3 separate regions of the Mus musculus genome follow, and regions 2 and 3 are each linked to region 1. A link is a contact called in public promoter capture Hi-C data. All regions are on one chromosome and are shown on one strand. The core of a region is the stretch at or near the end of the contact, and the rest is flanking DNA. Distances in the headings are between cores, read along the strand shown. Region 1 holds the start of Cys1 (cystin 1). Region 2 overlaps Mboat2 (membrane bound O-acyltransferase domain containing 2). Region 3 overlaps Taf1b (TATA-box binding protein associated factor, RNA polymerase I, B).

Evidence for each region. Promoter capture Hi-C pulls out the DNA fragments that hold promoters and counts their contacts.
Region 2: a promoter capture Hi-C map of neural stem cells shows a contact between it and region 1. The contact joins the enhancer-like site here to the promoter of Cys1 in region 1. A contact is called at or near these places in 5 of 39 promoter capture datasets (cranial neural crest, embryonic stem cells, frontonasal cranial neural crest and 2 more), 2 of 115 datasets of contacts at active chromatin or transcription factors (embryonic basal ganglia and pancreatic cancer cells) and 1 of 9 other capture datasets (liver).
Region 3: a contact with region 1 is called in a promoter capture Hi-C map of embryonic stem cells. The contact joins the enhancer-like site here to the promoter of Cys1 in region 1. A contact is called at or near these places in 7 of 39 promoter capture datasets (the C10 cell line, the HPC-7 cell line, cranial neural crest and 4 more), 1 of 484 Hi-C or Micro-C datasets (nephron progenitors), 1 of 115 datasets of contacts at active chromatin or transcription factors (stem cell-derived neural progenitor cells) and 2 of 9 other capture datasets (adipose tissue and liver).

The regions. Positions count from the first base shown.
Region 1 is chr12:24,680,013-24,683,655 of GRCm38.p6, reverse strand. It overlaps Cys1 (cystin 1), which reads left to right and starts at 1,861. Exons shown (of 5, transcript NM_001004455.2): 1 at 1,861-3,026. The coding sequence starts at 2,748. It overlaps Gm36129 (a long non-coding RNA gene), which reads right to left. Exons shown (of 3, transcript XR_872578.3): 1 at 3,320-3,643.
Region 2 is chr12:24,910,022-24,913,664 of GRCm38.p6, reverse strand. The region is part of intron 3 of Mboat2 (membrane bound O-acyltransferase domain containing 2); the gene reads right to left. Among named protein-coding and RNA genes, the nearest start is that of Kidins220, 63 kb to the left of the region's middle. Within about 2 kb of position 1,609, at least 12 of the 459 cell types and tissues checked have an H3K27ac peak or open chromatin away from gene starts, as enhancers often do.
Region 3 is chr12:24,514,955-24,518,597 of GRCm38.p6, reverse strand. It overlaps Taf1b (TATA-box binding protein associated factor, RNA polymerase I, B), which reads right to left. Exons shown (of 15, transcript NM_020614.2): 7 at 1,589-1,739. Among named protein-coding and RNA genes, the nearest start is that of Taf1b, 18 kb to the right of the region's middle. Within about 2 kb of position 2,052, at least 12 of the 459 cell types and tissues checked have an H3K27ac peak or open chromatin away from gene starts, as enhancers often do. A contact at or near this core is called in embryonic stem cells, where this site is marked.

The DNA.
Region 1 (3,643 bases), core at 612-3,111:
CAACAAGGCCACACCTCCTAATAGTGCCACATTCAAACACATGAGTCTACGGGGGCCATACCTATTCAAACCACCACGTTTATACCTCCAAGGTCCACACGATTATTAATTAATAAAATGCCCACACAGAATTTCCTACAGGCAAATCTGATGGAGGTGTTTCCATAACTGAGGTTTCTTCTCAGACAAGTCAATTTATGTCAAACTGACAATAAACTTACCAGTACAGGTTCTTGTTTTCAGAGTTAGTCCAAAAGTGCTTAAGCTGAGCCTCACACGCCATCCACCATCACCAGCAAACGTCCATAATCTCTCCATAGAAAGGTACCTGGATATGGGGGCAGCCCTTGAGGCCTGAGCCCTTAATCCCAGCACTCAAGAGGCAGAGGTAGAAGGATTTCTGTGAGTTTAACGTTAGCCTAGTTTACATAATGAGTTCCAGGTGAGCCAGAGTCACAAAGAGAGACCCTGTCTCAAACAAAACAGAAGTCTACGTGTGACTGTAAGGCTCCTGTCTGGAAGTTTAGCTCTTGTCTTCTATTTTTTGAGATTCTTGAGACTAACTCGCTCTGGGCAGACTCTTGTCTACCCTTAGAAAGGATCTTGGAGGCTGCCTGTGCGCTCGGTATTAGTGTGGGTTTTGTTTTTAGATGGCTGGTCTCCTGCAGCCCAGACTATCCTCTCAAACTTGCTAAGAAAGCATTCCCGGAGGTGACCTGGACCTCCTAATCACCTGCCTATGCTCCACGAGTGCTGGGATGACAGGCCTGCAGTGCAATGCCTCCCTCTGTCTAGCCCTTCCAGACTCCTGGAAGCCAGGACTCCAAATGTGGCTGACATTATGTGTGAGCTCAGAGAGAACGCAGGCTTTGGCAAGACTCCTGTGCAAGCACAGCCACGGAGACAAGTCTGGGGAAACAGTTGAAATCAAGAGTATCGAGAAAAATTTGGCTGCTCTGGAGAACACAGGAGCGCTGGCTATATTTAAACTCGGAGTCACATGACTAGACTCTACTTGGGCAGGAGTAAAACGTGTTTTCTTTTAAATGATTAAACTGAGTTGAACTTTGCTCAAGGAAAAAATTCATTCTCTCTGACTTTTTTTCCCTTGGCTTGATGAATTTCAAGATGAGATTTGTTTTCATAAAGAGAAAACTTACGTCAGTAATCTCTAACCTAGACACATCTGTGCACCGTGTATCCCACTTCTGTGGGCATACATCTATTCCTGCGGTGATGAAAATAGTAAAATTTTATGCCTCCGTTGGAAGAATTTCACCCAAAATTCCACTTTCACATTGGGTTGGCCAGTACGGATGCGGTTATTGGCAAGCCAAAATCAGAGAAAACCAAACTTCGGGGTATTTAAATCACCCTGCCCTGGAAAGTGCTGGAAGGGAAGCAGGCAAAGAATTAGCCTATGGTAAGCCTCCAGAAATTGTCCCGTAAAAGCACAAATCTAGCCAAGCCAGGGTCGCCCCAGTCCTGTAGAAACCTCAGTGGTGACAGCTTTAGTAACCAGATCTATACCTGGAGAAAAGGAAGCCAGAGCCTGCGGTGAAGCGGCCAGAGGAACTCCAATCGGAGGTCAGAAAGATGGTGAAGAGGAAGGTCGTCTTTCGACCTCTAAATTCACCCTGTCCGGGCCGGGGGGTCGCAATCTTCCACAATCTAACCACCCCAAATTCTGCGCATCCTTCCCTCCCAGGAAGTCACACGCCCACTCCAGAGTCTTCTCCTCTACCCTCGAGTCCCTGTCCAGGGACACGCCCTTCAGTGTGCCCTGCCCAGGGCCTCTGGTACACGCCTCTCAACCTCTCACTCCGGCTGGCCACCCTGAAGCTCTCCCCTCCCTTGGACATTCTCTCTCTCTCACACTCACACACACATCTCCGGCTCTCCTTTTCTGTCTCCCTCCTCCTCTCACCTTGTCTCTGCTCTCTCAGACCTGTACCTGAAGCCCCAACGACCTCCTTTCCGACAGTGCTAGTCTCCAACCCCGACTCCTGATCTTCCCCTTCCCTGGCATCCGGCTCTGCTTCAAGCATTCTTCTGTCTTTCACCCCCCAGCTCTTTTCAGCCGGTGCCTTGCTCCCCTTGCTCCCAGCATGACTCCCACCCGTGCTCCATGGGCCTCCCCCAAACTTCTCCAAGATGATTCTTTCGCCCTGACTTCCCTTCCACCAGTCTATCCACTCTGCACCCTTTAAGGCTCCCTTCCATACAATACTAACCCTGTTGCACCTCCCTGCAGTGCCACCCTACCCCAAACTTCCCACACCCCCGCCGCACCCTGAGAGTCTCCCAGGGAGTCACTCCCACCCTCTCTTCATCCCGCTTACTCTCCTTCCCCCCCAGGATCACCTTCCCCATTTTCTCCCTGTCTCACGGCGCTCCCCCTGCCCCACCCCGTTCTTCATCTCCTCCAAGTCTTTCCCCATCCTCCCATTCTCCCCCTGAGGAGCGCCCCCTCTCCCCTAGCAGCCTCTACTTCCTCCAGCCTCCCAGATCATCCTTGCTTCTCTGTCTCTTCCATCCCCGCGCCCCCCGTGACTCCTCCTGCTACCCCCGTTTCTCATAGCTCCCATCCCCCGTGACTCTCCTCCCTCCCTATCTCTCCATCGCACCCTCCGCCGCTCACTCCTCCAGAATCCCCCTTGCTGTTCCCTCGCCCCATCTGGCCCGCCGCGCTCCCGCCCCAGTCCCGCCCGGCTCCCAGGCTGCGCGCTCCAGGCTGGGTGCGCGCCATGGGCAGCGGCAGCAGCCGGAGCGGCCGGATCCCGAGGCGGCGACGCAGCCCTGACAGGCGTCAGACAGGCCCGGGAGAGACAGCCTCGGAGGGCGGCACGGCTGACCAGGCCCGGACGGCCGCGGGGCAGGAGGAGAGCGGCCGCGACCCCCGACCCGCGACGCCCTCCGGTGGCCGGGAGGAGACCCTACGCCTGCTGGATCAGTTGCTGGCCGAGTCGGAGGCCTGGGGGCCCCAGGAGCTGACCCCACGAGGCCCCGCCCGGCTCGCACCCGCGGTGAGTATGGGGGCCAGGCCCTCCACCCATCCCTCTGCATCCCTAGTATCCTCCCACCCAGGCCTCCGTCCCTACTTGGCGCCTCTGTCCCCAGCTCACCCAGAGTGGCCCCCCACCCCCGCCCCAGTCCCTTATAGGGTTTTGTGTCCCTTCCTTATCCCCACTCTTGCATATTCTAACTCTGCCTCCTGGGTGGGTGCCCGCTACTGTCTCTGTTAAAGGAGACAAATGCAAACAACAGTTGGCAGAAACACCTAGAACTTTCTTCTGACTCAGGGCTTGCATTCCTTTACCAGTGGGGCTGCACGGAGTCGAGTTGCAGCATCCTTACAGCCCAGGTGGGAATTGACCAGCAAGGGCCTCTGCTTTGGCCATCAGGGAATACGCTGGGAGGAGGCGATAAGTGGGTGGACCACCTGCCAAACAGTGGTTGGAAAAACGCCCTGCAGCGTCGGACACATCCGGATCTTTGGCTGGCCAGGCAATTCCCATAGTACAAGCTATTTTTAAGATGCTTTGAGTCTTTTAGCTTCCTTATTCTCTCTTGCTGAACACTTGTAATAACACCCCCCGCTGTTCTAGAAAAACATATCTTTGCTGGGTTGGCACTGGTTTGC
Region 2 (3,643 bases), core at 360-2,859, 230 kb before region 1:
TCTAAGCAACTACTATCACAGCTTCATCCCCAGCCTCAAAGGTCACTAATGTTTAACTACCATTCCAGGCCCATGCTTTAAATCTCTTCACCTTACATCACTCCTGCCTGCATACACATCTATCTTCAAACCACACCCTGAATTGAGTGCTTTCCTACCTGGCACACGTGCCCACCACAACCATCATGGAATTGGCTAGTCTCTCTTCCTCCATTCTCAGCCCCTGACTGATTGTCCAACAGCACTGGAGGGTGCTTGGAACTTGATCTAACACCTTTCCCCAGCACCTTAGAACTTTGATGGTTCTTTAATTACTCCCAGAAGCTATTTTAAAAAAACAAACAAAAACAAAACGAGTTTACTCTGTTTTTAAAAAATGAATGATAAACACTTACATGGATTTTCATTTTTTATTCCAACCAAAGAACACAGAATTGGTATTTTACAGTTTCCCTGTCGGGGCACACATGGTGAGTAGTTGATTTAAAAGGATTCATGTGCCCACATGCTATTCCAGATGGGGTCCCCCATTAGGATGATAGAAAACAGATGCTGAACTGCTTGCCTCTGTATTCATCAAAGCTGAAAAACCAGTAAACTGAGGGGCTGGAGAAACAAGGGACTTGGTACCTACATCAGGTCAGTTGGTAACAGCTAAACCAGGTCTCTGTGGTGACTATAATGAGCCAGAGTTCCCTCTCTGGAGCTCAGGTGGGCTTGGAACTCATTCACTATGTAGCCAGACTAGTCTTGAACTCATGTTGATCCTTTCTCCCTGGTCTCCAAGTACTGGGTGGGATTACAGGTGTGATCTGCCATTCTCCATAGGGATTATGAGGTGGGTAAAGCAGGGGGCTTCTGGGACCTCTGAGAGCAGCCTGGCTAATATTCTACCACACATTACCACTCAGACAGAAGCCTGAACTGAAGCATCTGCGAGCAGGCACTGCCAGGTCCGTCGCAGCTCCCGGCTGGTGCAATGTCTGCATTAATCTGTTCCATTTCACCTTAAAGATAATTGTGGTCTTGTGGAATTGCTTCTTGCTGAGCCATGTTGAATCCCGTTTGTCTCCTCTCTCTGTACTCACCAGAGCTGCCCAGTGGAAACAGGGCAGGCAATGGAAGCCAACCCAGCCGAATCTGCTGGTGGCTGACACAAGCCTTCCACACGAGGTCAAGTTTACTCTGCTTGGCGTCTCTAAAGTCTACCGTTCCCCTCTCAGCACACACTCAAACATTCTAGGCATGCAATGAGACTAAAGAGACACCTCTAAAGTCGTGTTTCACACTTGCACCTCAAGGCCAGTCCTTTCCAAATCTATTCTGATATGGGCTGTCATTCACTTCTATTTTTAGGACATGGTACTTCAAAATAAAACTAGAAACCTCTCAGCCTAGCAAGCTCTTCTACTTCAACTTTTTTCTTTCTTTTTTTTTTTCCTTTTTCCTTTTTGAAAACCAGTTTTGCTACGTTGCTCAAATGCCACCTGGACTCCGTGATTCTCCTGCCTCGACCTCACAAGCAGCTGGGACTACACACACAACTCTAATGGCCTTGGAACTGCCTACCCATTTGAATAGCAGTAAAAATTATCCCCACACTACAAATGAACAAAACTGCCAACACTGATGCAGGGGAGAGTGCAGAAGTAGTGTGGGGACACCCTGGGTTTAGCCCCAAATACAGTGAGACAGTTCCTAAAAAACTCAGTAACTGGCAACATCTTAAGGACAGGCCTGTGGGCTGGAGAGACAGCTCCACGGTTAGGAACAGGTGTTGCAGGGTGGGGATTTAGCTCAGTGGTAGAGTGCTTGCCTAGCAAGTGCAAGGCCCTGGGTTCAGTCCTCAGCTCTGGAAAACAAAACAAAACAAAACAAAAAAACAGGTGTTGCTCTTGCAAAAGATCCTGTTTGATTCCCAGTACCTATGCAGTAGTTCACAAGCAAACATAACTCCAGTTCTAGGGTTCCCTTCACAGTGCATATGTGGTGCACAGACACACATGCAAGCAAAACATTCACACATAAACTAAAACGAATATATCTAAAAAATTGCTAATAGGCAATTAATGGCAATAATTTGAAATAAGTAGCACCTAAACTGTCTACTTGCCAAAGTGCTAAATATGCACTGTGTAAAATATTTCAATGTAACATATGCTAGAAAAAAGACAATTTGATGTTCCATATAGGTAAGAACAAGAGAAGAGAACAAGCCACAATAAGTCTAAAAAAACCAGAGATCTCGAAAAGAGGCTTGTTTTAAAAGTACCCACGTTTCCTTCTTAAAGAATATGTTTAGTCAAGTCTGTCCGCTTAACTAAATGATCGTGTGCAAGGTGATGTGAAGAACTCTTTTTCCATGTGATAGCATCTGAGAATGTGGCCTCAAGTATATGCTGTGACTCTAAAACCAACACTGCAAAGGGAGCCTGCCTTTTCTGCATTCTCATCCATGCTTTTAGAAAAATCATGTATGCACAGAGTATACAAGTTAAAGTTCACACCTGGCCCATTGTGACAGATGCGGGCTGCTCCTACAGCTGCCTCACACTCCCTGAGCAGGAATTCTGCTCTGCCGGCCAACGGTCCACTTCACCTAGTGTTCAAAACCACACAGATCTAAATAAACTGCCTATCTCTACTGGAGTACCAGCCTCTCTGGGATGCCACCCCCTGCAAGCAGAGTTTCAGCCATCCTGACATCACCAGGCCTCCTGTGAGTCTACAACTTCCACCCTGATGCTCTTCCACTGGGTTTAGAAGAAAACACAGTATTTGTACTTTTGTATTTAATCTTCTAGACTGCAACAGCAATCTGGCCTTAAAACCACTATCCTAGTATCAAACTTTTGAAATCTCTCTGCTAATCTAGGATGCCATTCTAACAATGCATTTACATATCTGGTAAAACTGTAAGAAGTGTAGAATTGAACACTTTTTATTTTATGCATTGTGTGGTGACACTCTGATGTAGAGTCTATACAGGACTCAGTGACTGGTCGTTCTCTGCTCATCCACAGAGAACCAACTCTCCGGGCATGCTCTCTCAGTACCACATGCACACTTACATGAATAAACAGGACGCCCTTATTTGAAGTCTGAATTCCTCCCCAGAGTTCATTTGTTTTGAGTGTCACTTTAACACAAACACAAACTCATCTTTTATAGGGGGATGAAGAAGACACAGAAGAAAGGACACCCTCCCCTTTAATAGCTTGGAATCAAGTCAGACGCCACTGATAAGCAGACATGGTGGGCATTGTGGGTCTCTACATCTAAAAGTTGGTCCCCTTAGCCCCATATCCACAGTGTGTTCTATCCAAAATGTCCTTGTCGCATGTTGTAATCTGTATTCTCAGATGTTCCTCTTGTGTCCATATCCTCTGCTTGGCTGGGCTCGGCCCAGACCTCAGATGTCTCAGATGTACCGGAGTATCTGGAACGGAGACGGTGTTCTGGTACATGCCTGAACAGACTCGCACACATGAGACTGAGCGCAGGGGTCAGTCAGAAGAAGAACATAGTCAGAGAAACTTCTGGAGATCTGAAAAGGAGAGAAAGGCCCCTTCCAGGATGACAAGGCAGGCAGCTCCAACAGTGCAGGGGACAGAACAGACGGTGGCCCGGGGAAGCTCAGGGC
Region 3 (3,643 bases), core at 803-3,302, 170 kb after region 1:
TAGGCTGGTGATATAGAGCGGGGAGTCATCAGCACAGAGATAATAATTAGTCTTGGGAGAAGATGATGTCATCTAGTGAGGGCACAAAGCAAGGCAAGGTTCAACTGAGTAAAGTTTGCTGATTCACGAGTGGTCTATGTGCAGCTGCTCACACCTGAGAACAGCTTTCTTATTTGGTTAATACGGCAAAATCAAAGGCACTACCATCATTTACTAGGGGCAGCCTATTTAACAGAAGGACAAGTGCCAATGACTACAACAGTGGCGGTGAGGATGGAGACGACATCCTGACTCGCCAGAGCACTAATGATGCTGCATTCACTGCTCTAAGTGCTCACACAGTGCCGGTGGCCCAAGCAGTTACAACCCTAAGGGGCCATTACTATTATAAACCCATTTTACCTGGAAGGAAGCAGAAACAGCGAAACAGTTACAGGTTTCTTTAATGTCATGTGCTGTGCAAATGAATTGGCAGAACCAGAAAGAAGTCTAGCTTCAAACGTGAGTCCTTGTAAGTACTCCATATACTGATTAAATTCAATTTATTATTTAGAACACACATAAAGGAAGAGGGAAAATAACATTTTTTGGTCTGCCTAGTAACTGACTGATTCTTACACATTCAACTCATTAGTTATAAAACCCTGTCCATTGGAGCTGGCTTTAGCTCAAGTGTCTACTTCCTTAGGCCAGTCTTTTTGTCTAAAATTCTGTAGACTACTTTGAAATATGTAAATACCTACTACTGTGTAACAGGGCCTTTCTATAGTTTTGATATCAACTTGTCCTAACAAACACAGGCTGCCTATAATTTAGTCTTTACAGCAGCAATGAATGGTTTTATATAACCACTAATGGCCATTTTGTTAGTAAAAAGATTCCCTGTTCAACTTTTCTTAGATATATATTTAAGATGTCGACACAGGAATATTAATGTCATTTTTCTCTTTAAAGTATTTTATTCATGTTAGATAATTAACTTTCTAATATTTCATGTGAGATAAACAGTATAATTTCCACTCTATTAGTAAAAACTCAAATTATTAGACTTAAGGAGAACTAACTTTAAGAATTAGAACCCAAGCTACATGCAACAATTTCTCATCATTGTCAGTTTGACTGGATTTGTTATCACCTAAGAGACATACACCTCAGGCATGTCTAGAGAAATGTTTCCAGAGAGGTTTAACTATGGTAAGATCCACCCTGAATACAGATGACTCTAACCTATAGGCTGAGTCCTAGACTGAATATAAAAGAGGAACTAATATAAAGCAGCAGCAGCCCTTTCCTCTCCTTCCTGGTCTGATGTGAGCAAGACGACCACGACGACCACGACGACCACCACCACCGACATGGTGGTCTGAATCCCCTTAAACCACAACCCAACGCAAATCTTTCTTCTTTTAAGTTAGTTGGTTTGTCAGGTTCGTAGTCAGAATAATGAGAAAGCAGCCCATGTACTACCTAAGTTTTCCAGGCCTTTCCTCATTTTAGGCTTTCTTATAAAATTAAAAATATCCAAAGGATGTTCCTAAATTCACACAGATAATCAGGAAAAAACAATCAGGAAGTAAGTTCAGCTTACCTCAAAAGGTCTGAAACTGTAATTGTTTCCCTCTGCCAGAGCAAGGAGAGAGAGCAGAGAGCAAGTGTCCTGGGCACCGTCATCTTCACAAGCCCCTTCTCCTTCCGCTCGGAGTACTCCACTCCATCAACAGAGCCAGAGCAGACAGACGCTGCGTATTCAGAAACGCAGTGAAAGGTTTTAAAATGAGGAACAAAACAACGGCCAGATTCACATTGTGTCTACACTCTAGTTAGGGTTATCTGTGGGAGTAGGGTGGAATGAGATTTTTAAAAGAGATGTAAATTTTTACATAGTGAACACAAGCTACTTTTAAAAATAAAAGGTCAAACAATCAGAGGGAAAATTCCAAAGGGCTTGGATGAGGTAGCACTCCATCCCCCACCCAGCCTCCAGGTGTCCTCTAGCAGACGCTATAGCCAAGCTTACAGACTCTACAGAGACCTACCTCACTTTCTGTGCCACTCCCCTAGGCCTGGGGAAATAACAATGACCTGTGTTTCACCTCTCCTGTAATTTACACTCTACTAAGCCATAAACAACCATCATGGTAGACAGAGAAAAGTGTTATCCAGAAAAACAGCAATGCAAGGGGCATCCAAAGGTTTCTAGAAAGGGGGCAAGATGGCTCTTTTGAGCAGGTGATCAGAAAGACCTCTTTAAGAAGGTGTTATCTGAGCAGAAAGCTGACAAATTCTACCTTGAGGGGAAATCCCAGCATGCCAACAGGAGTGAGGATGAGCACATGTGAGTGTGTGTGAGTGTGAGTGTGTGTCTGTGTTTGTATGTGTGTCTGTACGTGTATATGTGTGTGTTTATCTGTGTCTATGTGTGTGTGTATGTGTCTCTGTGTATATATCTGTGTGTGTATGGGGGGGGGTGTGTGTGACACACACATACATAGAGCTCAAAGGACAACTTTCAGGAGGCAGATTCTCTCTCTCCACCATGTGGGTCCTAGGGATTGAACTTGAATCAGAGTTTGTGGCAAGTGCCTTAGTCTGCTAAGCCATCCTGCCAGCCCCATGGTGGCAACTTTAGAACTACTGTCCCAAATCAGAAATCAAGATATAATACTAAATGAAGGCTGAAAACATTTGTGAGAATGGTAGACGACTTAACTCTCTCTCTCTCTCTCTCTCTCTCTCTCTCTCTCTCTCTCTCTCTCTCCCCCTCCCTCCCTCCCTCCCTCCCTCCCTCCCTTTGCAATATTTTATAACATGGAGAACTATTTGAATTATATGTACTTAAAATCTTGCCTTTCAGCTAGGCATTGTGGCACACAGTGGTGGCCCTTGCCTTTAATACCAGCACCTGAGAACCAGAGCTAGGCAGACCTCTGTGAGTTCAAGTCCAGCCTGGTCTACAGAATGAGTTCCAGGACACTCAGGGCTGTTACAAAGAGAAACCTTGTCTTAGACAACAAAACAAAACAAACCCCTTGCCTTTCTCTCTACATATGCAAATAAACAGCTTTCTGAATGCCGCCTATGGCAGTAATAATTATTTCTGAGTGGGATGGTATCTGGTTTATCTTCCTTGTAACAGCACTTTATAGGTTTTGTTTTGTTTTTTTTTTTTTTGTTTTGTTTTCAAGACAGGGTTTCTCTGTATAGCCTTGGCTGTCCTGGAACTCACTCTGTAGACCAGGCTGGCCTGGAACTCAGAAATCAGCCTGCCTCTGCCTCCCAAGTGCTGGGAGTAAAGGTGTGTGCCACCACACCCGGCAGCACTTTATAGTTTTAGAGTTGTATCCATAATTTAGTGTAAAAACTAAAAGAAAGCTCCAGAAATCATCATTTTAAAAAAAGATTTGTTTTTTATTTTCATACATGCGTGTTTGTATGTGTGTGTGCACCACCTGTGTGTTCCTCAGCATAGGCCAGAGAGGAAACCAGATACCCTAGAACTGGAGTTCTAGCCAGTTGTGAGCTGTCATGTGCATGCTGAGAACTAAGCCCAGATCCTATGGAAGAGCAGCCAGTGACTGTCACACATGTGTACTCTCCTATACACACAATAAATAAATAAGTACGTTTTAGAAGGTGCTAAGTA